2 separate regions of the Mus musculus genome follow, and region 1 is linked to region 2. A link is a contact called in public promoter capture Hi-C data. All regions are on one chromosome and are shown on one strand. Each heading gives the region's core, a stretch centred on a gene start, on an enhancer-like site or on the middle of the called end of the contact. The rest is flanking DNA. Distances are from core to core; before and after follow the strand shown.

Region 1 (6,549 bases), core at 258-2,757, 2.0 Mb before region 2:
CCAACATTCGTGGCTAACTGCTTCTTTTGTATAGTCTAATAATAAAATATACACATAGTGTGCCCTTTTGGTAAACAAATACTCGATTTTAGTTAGATACAAACAATCATTCAAAAGCTTTGCAGATCTCGTGTAGGATGTTTCTTCAAAGCAAACAGGTAGTAGTCCTGAAGAAATGCTTGGAATTCGTTCTCCCTCAGACTCTCCCAAGGATTCCATGGCCTATTGACATTAAAATAAGAAAAGTAACCTACTTGCAAAAAGACGGTTGCATTCCATTAACATTCATGAGGCCTGAACAGCCGAGGCCCTACACATCAAGAACGGAATATATCCTTTGTCTCCTGATGAGAAAATGTCTCCGTGATAAATGGTTACAGACAGCGGTGTCACAGGGGCAAGAGCTCAAAGAATAACTTGGGCAAACTTTTTTTTCCCCGGTTGTCTTTGCCTGGAGTTCTTTGTAGCATTGTTCAGCACAGTGCCTTGTCCTTTCAAGTAAAAGGCGCTTATTGCAATGTAAGTAAAATCCCAGTCCTTGCAGAGGCACTTCTCAGAAAACCAACCGACCAAGGAACCAACAGAACAAACAAACAAACAAACAAACAATCAAACAAAAAACCCTTTGGAAATTGGAACAGCGTTCCAAAGGCTTTATAATTACTAAGTATTCGGACTGTAAAGAAAAGTGTGGTACGTCTTTAGGCAATGTTGACCTAAATGGGTAAGCATTTAGTCAAGTGCATTGTCGGTCGTCAGCACAAAACACCAGGTGCACCTTTAAAATGTCATACATCATTCGCATAAATACAAACACTGTATTTACCACTTCGGCAAATTTCTAAAAAAAAAAAAAAAAAAAAAAAAAAAAGTCAGAAGAGAGGTATTTATTTCACTGCCATAGATAGTGCAACACCAATGGCGTCCTGTTAATTTTCAAATCCAAGTAGGTTAGTTACAAGTTGTTGACAACTTTGTCCCATCAAAGTGCAGCTCCAGGGCACTGTGAGCTTAGCTTGGCTAGGTGGCTCACTCTGCTGACCTACAGACCCAAGGCACTCTGCCTGTCTTGTTTGCTGCTCTAGGGCTCGTTCGATATGGTAAAGCACGGCCCAGTGTTTTTGCTTTCTTCTGCCCCACCGAGAAGAAAGTGCCAGATACAGAGCATTAAGAAATGCACAGCGGCTCTCCATTGGCTCTTCCTCAAGCATGCCCTCCGCTCAGTACGTTTCTTAGCCAGGAGGACCCGTTGGGTTTAGATTCACAGACTGCAGGAGTCCAACACGGCCCGGCGGCCCCCGGACGGGCGGGGCTAGAGGCGGGGCTGAAATCAGGCCCCGCCCCGGCCGCATCGGCGCGCCTGCGTGCTGGCGTGGGCCTGCGGTTGGCCGCGGGGTTCTGGGTTCCCCGCCTCCGCCCGCGCCCTCGCACCTCCGCCTACTCTACGCGATGACGCACCGCAGGTTTGCGGACGTGGCGGCGGCTGTCGGTGCGGAAGGCGGGGACGGCGGCGACGGCGGCGACGGTGGCAGAAGCGGACCCAGACACCGGAGAACCTAGAGTCGGTCATGAACGTCTCCGGGGCCGCGGCTGTGGTGGAGGACATAACCGTGTCGCCGCGCCCCTGCTAGAGGACAGGTGACGGTGGCTGTGGGGCGGGGCGGGGCAGGACGTCGATCGGGGGGTCACCGTGGGGCGCTGTCCCCGGTTCGGGAAGGACTCTTACCTCCCGGTTTTGGGCAGCCCTTTCCGGGCCATTCTGCCTGTCCCCTTAGCATCTGCTCCGAAGCGTCCCAGTCTGACGCGGCGACTTAGAAATCAGAGATGTAATCTTTGCGGGGGACGTCCGGAGGAAAGGGAAAAATAAAAATAAAAGCGAGTGGAATGGAAGAGGGAGGAAGTTTGCAGTTGTTGCTTAGGTTTAAAATTGGCCCTGGAGAATAGGATCGGGGTGATTCTGTCCTAAGTGCTGAACTGGCTTGTGCCCTGTGAGTCTTCTCTTGCTCCCTGCCGAAGGTCAAGACCAAATATTAATATGCAGCAATTAATATGTAGTACCTAGGGATTTGAGAGGTCGCTTTCCGGTCTAGACCGGGTGGATGAAAACATGCTCACGATACCCATTGATGATCACTTTCAGGACGTTTGTCAGCAGTGCAGTATGCAACATGTTCTAGTTTTCTGAAGCCATAGATTCCATAGATAATTCAGAGAGGTAAAGAGAATTGAGGCTGATGGCTTTGATTCCGTGTACTTTCTAATCTTTAGTAGATTGACATGTCATTACCTTACTGGGCCAAAGTGCAGCTTGGCACTTGGATTACAGATGAACAGTCAGACCGTAGTGTCCAGATTGTTTATTTTGCTTTCCTGTCATTTTAGAGGAATAGAGACAGATGCGCGAAGACGGGAGTCTTTTGATTCCTGATTAAGACATGGTGAGGGAAAGACTGATAGAAGAACACATTGTTTCAAATGGCTTCTGGGTATTAGTCAGTAATTTCAGAGAGCTGTACTAAGAATGGGAGGGAGAGCGCTTTAGAGGGATAGCATACCTAAGGCAACGTAACCACCCATATGCATTGCTTTAGATCTAATCTTTTCTGCTTTTGATGGATGCTTTTGAGGATCTGAAACAGATACTTCCTGAGGTAGTACATGTATGTATGTATGCAACTTGCTACTGGTTCCACAAAACTGACAGACATCCTCTACATCTAAGATGTGGGCTTTTTATTTTGTTTTTAGAAAAGACCTAGATAAGGGAGTGCAAGCGTCCTTGTAGAAACAGGTGTGCTCCTTACTTTAAACTGAGATGTGAAACGTGGCTCTCATTTAGCTTGGATCTGTCAAATTTGGAGTGGTTTTTGGCAATAGTTTAGCCCCTGTGGGAGCAGCTGAAGCAAGCTACTAATATAGCTGTTAATAAATTATCTAAATAGAGACTTTTCAACTTTTAAAGATATACAGTGTCCCTGTAAAGCAAGGTCAGAAACTGGATTTTAAGGGCTGGATTTTATGAAATGAAATAGGTATGTTTTTACATAGAGAATATCATCTTTTTGTTGTCTGAGTTTTAGTTGTCTCCTGCCACCCTCCCTTGTCTGTTTGTTTTTTATTTTAGTTTTCGTTTCTTTTCATCCATCCTTCTAAACCCATTTTGCATTCCAGGATCCATGCATAATTTTTTGATGGTTTCTCTCCTCCCCCTCCCCACCCCCCGCACTGCTTTTCCAAGTTTGCTGGAAGATGTTATCTTCACTGAGATAAACACACTTGTGTGTTTAACATTTGTTCTGCTGTCTTTGAGGAATTTATTATGATTGACCTAGTTTGCTTTCTGTTGCTGTGATAAAAACCATAACCAAAAGCAACTCTTATAAGGACATTTAATTGGGCCTGGCTTACAGGTTCAGAGGTTCAGTCCAGTAAGTCAAGGCAGGAAAATGGCAGCATCCAGGCAGGCATGGTGCAGGAGGAGCTGAGAGTTCTACATCTTCATCTGAAGGCTGCTAGCAGAATACTGGCTTCCATGCAGCTAGGATAAGACTCTTAAAGCCCATGCGCACAGTGACACACCTACTCCAACAGGGCCACACATTCTAATAGTGCTACTCCCTGGGCCAAGCATATACAAACTACCACAGTGGGTTTCTTCGGCTTATACATCTCCATCCATCCTTGAGGGAAGCCAAGGCAGGCACTGAGAGACCGTGGTGGAGGATGCTGCTTAGTGGCTTGCTTTCCATAGCTTGCTCAGCCTGCTTTCTTATACAACCCAGGACCATCAGCCCAGAGGTGGCATCACAGAGGGCTCTTCCATATCTGTCATTGATTAAGAAAATGTTATCTCAGTTCCCCCCAACCCCCAACGCCCAGATTTGCCCTCAGGCTCCTCGGATGGAGGCCTTTTCTCAACTGAAGTATCCTTTCCTTTTCTCAGAGGACTCTAGTTTCGGTCAAACCGACAAAGAAAACTACCCGAAAAATAGCCAAAGCCCATCTCTGTGCAGCTCTTCTGTCCTCCAGGTTGTAAGAGAACGGTACTATATTTAGCTGTGGAGACTTTTTAACTTCTTGTTTGATGACTGAGATACATTGGAGTTTGAATTTTGTTTTATCTGCAAAAGCCCCTCTTACTCCATCTTACTCTTACATGGATAATAATGGGGAAGCCAGTACTGAATGAGAAGTCAGTTGTTTTAGGTTCCAGTCTCTTTTTAATGAGAATTGGACCAAATTGATGAAGATGTGCTGATAGTGACTGTATTAGTTAGGGTTTTACTGCTGTGAACAGACACCATGACCATGGCAAGTCTTATAAAAAAAAATTTAATTGGGCTAGCTTACAGGCTCAGAGGTTCAGTCCATTATCATCAAGGTGGGAACATGGCAGCATCCAGGCAGGCATGGTGCAGGAGGAGCTGAGAGTTCTATGTCTTCATCCAAAGGCTGCTAGTGGAAGACTGACTTCCAGGCAACTAGGATGAGGGTCTTAAGCCCACACCCACAGTGACACACCTACTCCAACCAGGCCACACTCCCGGATGGTGCCACTCCTTGGTCCGAGAATATACAAACCATCACATTCCATTCCCTGGCCCTCATAGACTTGTTCAAAAACATGAGTCTATGGGGGCCGTACTTAAACATAGCATAATGCAAAATGCATTTAGTCCAACTTTCAAAGTCCTCATAGCATATAGCAGTCTCAACAATGTTAAAGTCCAAAGTTCAAGGTCTCTTCTGAGATTCATCCAACTAATTAACTGTAATCCCCAAAGCAAGACAGGAAATCAGCTGGGCAAACTCCAAACTCTGCATCTCCATGGATGATGTCAAAGCAGTCTTCAGATCTCCACTCCTTTTTCATATTTGTTGACTGTAACAAACTGCTTTATCCTGGGCTGGTTCAACTCCCTGTTAGCAGCTTTCCTCAGCATGTATCCCATGGCTCTGGCATCTTTAACATCTTTGAGTCTCCAAGGCAATTTCAATGTTACAGCTTCTTGTTTCAGTGACTGGGAGTCCACTTGATCTTTTGGACTCCTCCTAAGGGCTGGCATCACTTCTCCATCTCTGTCCTCTGTAGCACTCTATGCTCAGGTTGATCCACTCCACTACGGCTGCTGTTCTTGGTGATCATCCCATGGTACTGACATCTACAATATAGTGGGGTGTTCCACTCCAACTAGGCTTCACCAATAGCCTCTCATAGGCTCTCTTCAGGGTACCAAGCCTCAAATCCTTTGCATGACCACTTCAGTCCTGGGCCATCAACTACAGCTGAGGCTATACCTTCTCCAGTGGCCTTCCATGACCTCTCACAGTGCCAAGATTCAGCTGTTCTTCATGATCCCTTCATGCCTTCAAAACCAGTACCACCTGGGTGATTCTTACATATTATCAAGTCCAGCTGCAGCGCGAGGTACAACCTTGGCTATCTCTGGAACACAGCTTCTTTGTGCTCCCAGAAAATACTTCCCAGAAGATTTCACATCAGTGATGCTGGTCTCTTCATAATCACTGCTAATTTCTTAGCTCCAGCTAACCAGCATCAATTGTCCCAGCAGTTCCTAGAGCCAGAGCCACATGGCTGAAGCTGCAAGTTCTGCTGCTTGCAGGAATTAGAACATGACCTGCTTGTACTATTACATTGTCACTGGCTTTCTGTTTTCCAAATCCTTCACTGCCTAAGCTTGGATATCCTGGGTCTTGCTCTGTAGATTGGCCTTGAATGCAGATATCAGCATGCCTGTCTCCTGGGATTAAAGGTGTGTACCACCATGCCTGGATCTAAATTTAGCTGGGTAGGATCTTGTCCCAAGGTCCCACTCCCTTAATCTGTTATTTCCTAGAACACAGGATTTTGCACCATTTCACTTCCTGGTACCCCTTTAATACTCAAACCATATATTTTATATTTTTTCCTTTCTAAGCTTGCTATGCTTATTTAAACTTCTCTTCATAAGACTTAACCAGAGAACAAAGTCTCTGCTGAGCTTTTTTGAAACTTCCTTTGTCAATGCAATTAATCTGAGTCTCTTCACCTTAGCCTCAGGCAGACTTTTCAAACAAGGGCAAAAAGTAGCCACCTTCACCAAAATACCACAAAAACAGTCTTTATGCCACATTCTGAAATTCTTCTCCTTTGAAATCTCTTGGGCCAGGTCAACACAGTTCAAATTACTCCCAGCAACTAAGTCTTCCATATTCCTACTAGGATGACCCATTAAGCCCCATTTAAAGCATTCCACTGCTTTCCAAATCCAAAGTCCCAAAATCCACTTTCAAATAAAAGCATGGTCAGGCCTATCACAGCAATAGCCCACTCCCAGTACCAACTTCTGTATTAGTTAGGGTTTTACTGCTGTGAACAGACCCTATGACCATGGCAAGTCTTATAAAAAACAACATTTAATTGAGCTGGCTTACAGGCTCAGAGGTTCAGTCCATTATCATCAAGGTGGGAGCATGGCAGCATCCAGGCAGGCATGGTGCAGGAGGAGCTGTGAGTTCTATGTCTTCATCCAAAGGCTGCTAGTGGAA
Region 2 (6,301 bases), core at 2,225-4,724:
ACAATAAAGTACTGTTAACTACAGTAGTAAAGAAAGCAATAAGGCCATTTTGATTGAGGATAATAGCATTAAATTGGATATATTTTGTGGATTACTGATTCAATCAGGATGGTAGTTACATTTTATTATCAAATATAAAAGTGACCTTTTGGTCTTTATGTTTAAATTTTTATTTTTGACTGTAGATCTTTTTTATTCAAGCAATAATTATTAAATTACAACTACGTACAGAACTCAGCAACACTAGGAAAGAGAGAGAGAAAGGTGTATACAACATGATCGCTGATTCTTCCAACCATCTAGCTAATATAGAAAATGCACGTGTGAACCAACTAGTTTAGACAGTTTAGAGAGACGGTGTGTGGGGTGTCTAACGAGGGCAGCATAGCGTATGTCAGAGAGCAGCAGCTCTGAAAGTACCTGAGTTGTCTGCTTCTCTCTGCTGTATGACTGACACTTTGTCCCTGAGATTGTTTAGGTTCTGTGTCTCAAGGTCAACTTTGCAAACAGGATTAGTAATAATAACGAGTATATAACTGCTGTGACAAGTAAGAACATTTTGAAGACTTGGAACAGATGTCTGGCCCATAGTAAAATTTATAATGAAGATCATAATGATGGTGGTATATGGGACAGACTAATACTAGTAGGAAGCAGAATATTCAACCCTAAAAGTATTATGTATTATTATTGTAGGTTCAAAACAGTAAAATTCTGAAAGGAGCTTCAAAGGCTGTAAGGGAGATCGTTCAAAAGATGAGCTGATTCAGAGCGACATGAGAAGGGGGCAAAGCTAAAAACTACCAGCATGTTAATAATGACACTACATGAACATACAGGGAGGGGTAGGAAAAGGGCAGGGAGGTAGTTAAGAGAGAAGAGCCAGACCCAAGAAACACTAACTGCTCAGTGTGGAATTATATGTGATAAAAACATCACATAACATATGCGATGAAAAAGAAACGATGGACTCAAGCTGGAGAATAGCAGGAAAGAAAACCTGGGAAAGTTTTGAGTAAAATTAGCTATCTCAAAATATAAAGAGTAGAAAATTTTAAAGTGCTAACCTATTTTAATTTGTACAAATAGTGTACGTGTATGTTTTTAGAAAACCCAAAAGCTTTTCTTGTGTGTGTGTGTGAGAGTGCATGTTTGTGCATTGCAAGCTGTTTCAGTGACCGTGTAAATATCTGTGATTGTATGTAAGTCATTTTTAAATGCATGTGATTTCAATTTATACCTATTGTATGCACACGCAATTCTCTGGGTAATATTTATTATATACAGTATACTAAAAATTTATAGAAACTGAGGTCACATATTTAAAGCAATATAAGAATCTGTACATAAAATTGAAGAACTTGAAGTTTCCTAAGAATATGCAATTTTAATAACTATACAAACAGAACAGGCCTCTGTACACATAAAGTATCAAAAATGTAGACCCTTAAGCTTTCTATATACTATAGAAAGTTGGACGCCTGAAAGCCCAGCTTTCTCACTACTGCACTGGCTAACGTGGTACAAGAGGCAGGTACAACCTGGAGACTCACAAACCACGTTTCCATACTTGTATAAACTGCAACCTTGGGCATGTTTCAAAACTCCACTAAAATTCAGCTTTTTAAATTGTAACCTCGTGTTTGGTCTTACTGTGAACATCAACAAGTAATATACATGGCCATTAGCACAAGTAGGGTGTGTGATCTTCAGGCATGCCACACCATTTCTTTTCTTGCTGCTCCCTGTTAGGCAAGTTTTAAAACATTGAACACACACACACACACACTCACACATAACCCCCACACCCCTTATAAGTACTGAACTCTGCAGTAAATTTTGTTTTTACAACTTAAAAATCGTTTTATAAGCTAAGGGTCAGAGTGTGCCTGCCCTACTGTGTTTAAGGACCTGAGAGAAATGAGTACTCAGCATAAGGAGTGAAGTCATTTTGTGAAGTACTTTACATGATAGAGGGATAAATGGTATTTAATGAAGTTCTTCTGACAGTCTACTGATTTTTTTATACTGAGAAAATATGCACAAATGGAAAACTAATCCTATTAAGAAACATCAAAAATAATGTTGAAAAGAAATAAGGACTCCATCTAACAGGGTACCTATCCCAGTTTCTATTAGCAAACTTTGTTAGGGTTATAATTCAATGTGTAGTTTGCCTTCTTAACTGTGTGCCTCTGAGAAAAAGCCTTGTGTGTGAGAGGGGTGGAGTGTGAAGACACTGAACTTTAAAAGCCTGAGAAGGTAATCAGAAATCTAACAAAGAGTTCTTCTCCTCTGCTGCTGCTTCCTTTCTGACTCAAAATAATTAATTTCATTATAATACTAACCAGTCAGAGGTGTTTAGTGTGGTGATCCTGTTAACGATAAAAACACATGCGTGTCCTAAATTGCTTCTAGTGAAACTTTTAAGTGTCTCTGTGCCAACTCCCTCAGTATTTTGATGGCAGTATGATCCATGCTGCTGGAAGGGAGCCAAGCATTTGCTAATGTATTATACATTTGGCTCAGTTCCAGGACAGCAGGTGTTTTAAATATTCCAGTCACACACCCACAATGTATATTGCCACTGGGGGAAATAGCATTTCTAAACCACTGATGTTTACTCTGAGCCACACCTAGTTTGCTCTGTAAGGACAGTGTGGATGAACCGTGATGGGGAAGGAAACTTTCTCTGATTGGAGGTGCAGCAAACAAGTCGTTCTGAAGTCTACATTTGACCACTGGCTCCCAGACCAAGGCACTAGTTGTTAGCAACCAGAAAACAAGTCATCAAAATCCAGAAAAACAGTTCAACACCTTCCATAAGCGAGTTTCTGTGAATAGGAGAAATTCTACTTATATTAGAGAAAATAGTAATAAATTGTATGATAATAAATTGGTAGGTTCTGATTAGAGGGCGAAATCTGTGTGTCATTAGAATCCACCATTCAGTTTGCAAGCAAACTAATGTGGGGGAAAGAAAACCTGACTTTCCTGGGGTTCTAATTTCTAAATTGAAGTGTTTCCTTTTAGAGGGGAAAAAAAGGCAATAATAGCTGTGTGGAAATACATCTACACAGAAATAATTCAGAAAATTATTTCAAAAGTTTTAACTTCCTGCTAGAGATCCACACATGCACAAGAGACAGAGATCTAAGGAGAGAGGGGGGAGAGGGAGGTGAGGGGAAAGGGGTGGCTTGCTGCTGCCACTATCCGCTGCTGTGGCTTTCATAAAGGGATGAAACCTGCAGTCCCAGCAGATGAACTCAGATGCACAGCTTCCATTTCCCTAAGCACAGGTTCCTGTGTCAGATCAACAAACCTTCATTGATCTTTCTCTAACCCTTTGGCCTCAGCAATAACTAATGCACAAGGGCTGGTAAGAGGTTTCTGACTGCCCCCTGCCACCTGCTGTCACCTCATGCTTCATTTCAGTATAGATGGGGCCTCTTTGATGATTGGTCAATAATGCACATTACCTCATGGAAACAGGCTTTGAACTGCAATTTTACTTCCTCTTTTAATGGTGCTGTTTCCTCTCATCTTTCAACTGTGATCTTTAAAAAGAAGCGAGATGTTATTCAAAGCCATGGTGACGGCAAGTTTGAGCATTGTGAAACTGTTAAGTGGTTAGTTAGTGTTATTTGTCCAACAGAGAACTGATGTTAAAGTCCATGCAGAACTCCAAGCATGGCTACGAGAAATGCCTTTAAATATTATACAACATGATTTTATTTCCGTTTCCACAACATCCAGTTTTCCATCTGAGAGACATGGGTATTGAGTGTGCTGTGGTAAGCCTCCAGAGAAAACAGAGAGTTCACAACTGCAGAGACAGTCGGAGACTGTGGGTGGCATTTCTCTGCTGAGTCAGGTCCCCAGGTTTTACCAACAGTGCAGATTTTCTGACAAGATGTGAAAGCCCAAGTCTGTGGTTCTTGAAGCTCTTCTGAAATAGTCCCCTTTTCCTTGCAACTTTGGGAAATTTTCACTTAAGATTTTATTTTTTCCCCCTGTCTTCCTCATAGCTGTTAAAGAAAATTGAGAAGTCTTACACTGGATTCCTTTACATTTCCTATCACCCGGCCTATAAATTAAAACAGCATTCCTTGTGTCTGTGTTAAAATGGGGGAAAGAAGCAGCTCACGTAGCTGTGGATAGGAAAGGAATCCTTAAGATGCATGCAAGTTTTCCGCAAGACCCACAGCACTGTGCAGAGTCCATTATTCGTTTGTTCATAAAAGTATATACTTTCAAAAAAAAAAAGTATATACTTTCTCTTCCACACCCACGTCTTCCCACCCCTCACCTGTCCAGGCGATCAGAAACAAAGAACTGAGCAGTTGGCTTAATCTCAAAAGTGTAGATTCTCACAAAATAAATAATTAAAACGTGTTTTTCTCAGTAACTGAGAATTGGGATTCTTACGAGGAGCATCTTACTAATCGCAATAGCTCTGCACGTGGATGCCCCCAAGTCAGCCTACGTGTCTTAGACCACACTCCCTCTCAGCCTCAGGAGCTAAAAGAAATACGATCTTTCTGTCCCTTCCTTTCAGCCAGAGAGATACTACCTAGCTGCCAGAGAAGGGGCTGTCCTCTCTATCCAGTGGTCACTGGAGTATCAATGAGGAAATAGTATAGATAAGATTACATGTTAGAACATACATTTTATTATAGATATTGCCCTTGGTGGAAAAAAATTATCAGGCAAACTGGTCAAAAGTTACATAGATATGATTTTCATGTTTTTGTGTGCTTGTTGAAAGACTCAACCCAGGTAGGTTCTTGCATATACTAGGGATACACTCTACCTATGAGCTGTGTTCCCTGTCCCTAGGAAATCTTTATTAAGAGACAATCTGGCAGCAGCACAGTTCTAAGACAAATACCTTACTAAATCCTTGGAAGTAAGCAGTGTAGTTCACACACAGTACATAAGCTTGCTTCTATAGTAACTATCTTGGGATTTTTTTTCCTAAACCATTGGCATCCATGGAATGGCAATCATAGTAGATCTCCACGTATCTACTATGACACTACTATATAGTGTGTGTGTGTGTGTGTGTGTGTGTGTGTGTGTGTGTGTGTGTGTGTGTATCCATGCAAGGATGCAAGTATGCATGGATAAACTCTTGACAAAGATAATTGCTCCACAAATGGTAGGTTTTATTGCTGAGAAATACATTCAATTAAAATATTAAGATTAATTTTTTGATAGTAAAGAAAGATTGATTTAGTTTCCTCTTTGTGAACAGAAGAAAAAATATTTTCATGATTATCTGGTAAAGTCTATGGAAGAAATGATTGTGCAAATAAACATTTGTAGATTTCACCAATAGACTAATAAAAATCACTAAGATTTCATAAGCTATAAAAATTGAAATGTCAAGCTTAAAAGTCAGGTTGCCGAACATTTCCATGGACAACTGAAGCTATTGTGATGAAAACAAGCAACTGAAGCCGATAAGAATGAGAAACCTAATGCCTGGAAACTCCTCAGAGAAGGCCATCTTGGGCCAGAGGACAGAGTAGGCTATGGCTGACAGCCTCCGCTTAGTTGCTGTGAGTTAGAGATCAGACTGAGCCACTGCCCATAGTGAAGGTCACAGTGGCTTGTGATAAAGCTGTATGTTAGATCTTAAAGTACAAAGCTAACAGGACAAGAAGCTGACTGACACATGTAACAGTGCTTTGTGGCCTCGTTATCTTGGCCTTGCCTGTTTTTGACAACACTACAACATTGTCATTCATGCTTTCCTTCTCTCCCACCCAAAGTCTGTCTGTCTGCCTCTGTGTCTATCATCATGTTCTTTGTAATCTGCACTGTCATTATTCCTTTTCTTCAACGTTCTCTCTCTACACCTTTCCCCAATGAAGTCTTCAGTGATCTTTCTGACTCTTGGAGCATCCATTCGTGATGAAAGTAACTGAATGAAACCTTAGTCCTACTGTTTGTATAAAATGACATCATGGAAATGTAATTTTATCAACTGTGATTTGTTAAAAGTTTTGGAACCTTTGCAGATATAGATATCTATCTATCTTGATTCTTAAAAGTATCAAGCTAGAAATTTTTAAGCTTGCCCATAAATGAATAACAGTGATTTAGCCTGTATAGGTCTTGCTCAGAATATATTAGTGATACTACCAGGCTTTCCAAGTCACTTTTCTACGAAATGTGCTCCATTTATAAGTATTTTATCTACAAGAAAAGCTCCAAGTTTTTACAATGACTTCACTAGATGTTTTCCGACTCTTTTGTTCTATTACTTCATCCTATTTATTCTAATCCTTATACT

What was found. Promoter capture Hi-C pulls out the DNA fragments that hold promoters and counts their contacts.
Region 1: a contact with region 2 is called in a promoter capture Hi-C map of pre-B cells, with 4 times the contacts expected there. The contact joins the promoter of Lysmd3 here to the enhancer-like site in region 2. A contact is called at or near these places in 4 of 39 promoter capture datasets (cranial neural crest, hippocampal neurons, maxillary cranial neural crest and 1 more), 1 of 484 Hi-C or Micro-C datasets (B cells) and 1 of 115 datasets of contacts at active chromatin or transcription factors (astrocytes).

Annotation. Positions count from the first base shown.
Region 1 is chr13:81,656,299-81,662,847 of GRCm38.p6, forward strand. Lysmd3 (LysM, putative peptidoglycan-binding, domain containing 3) reads left to right here and starts at 1,508. Exons shown (of 3, transcript NM_030257.1): 1 at 1,508-1,638.
Region 2 is chr13:83,605,852-83,612,152 of GRCm38.p6, forward strand. All of the region lies in intron 3 of Mef2c (myocyte enhancer factor 2C), which reads left to right. Gm52043 (a long non-coding RNA gene) reads right to left here. Exons shown (of 3, transcript XR_003950628.1): 1 at 1-6,301. Among named protein-coding and RNA genes, the nearest start is that of Gm52043, 16 kb to the right of the region's middle. Within about 2 kb of position 3,475, at least 111 of the 459 cell types and tissues checked have an H3K27ac peak or open chromatin away from gene starts, as enhancers often do. A contact at or near this core is called in B cells and pre-B cells, where this site is marked.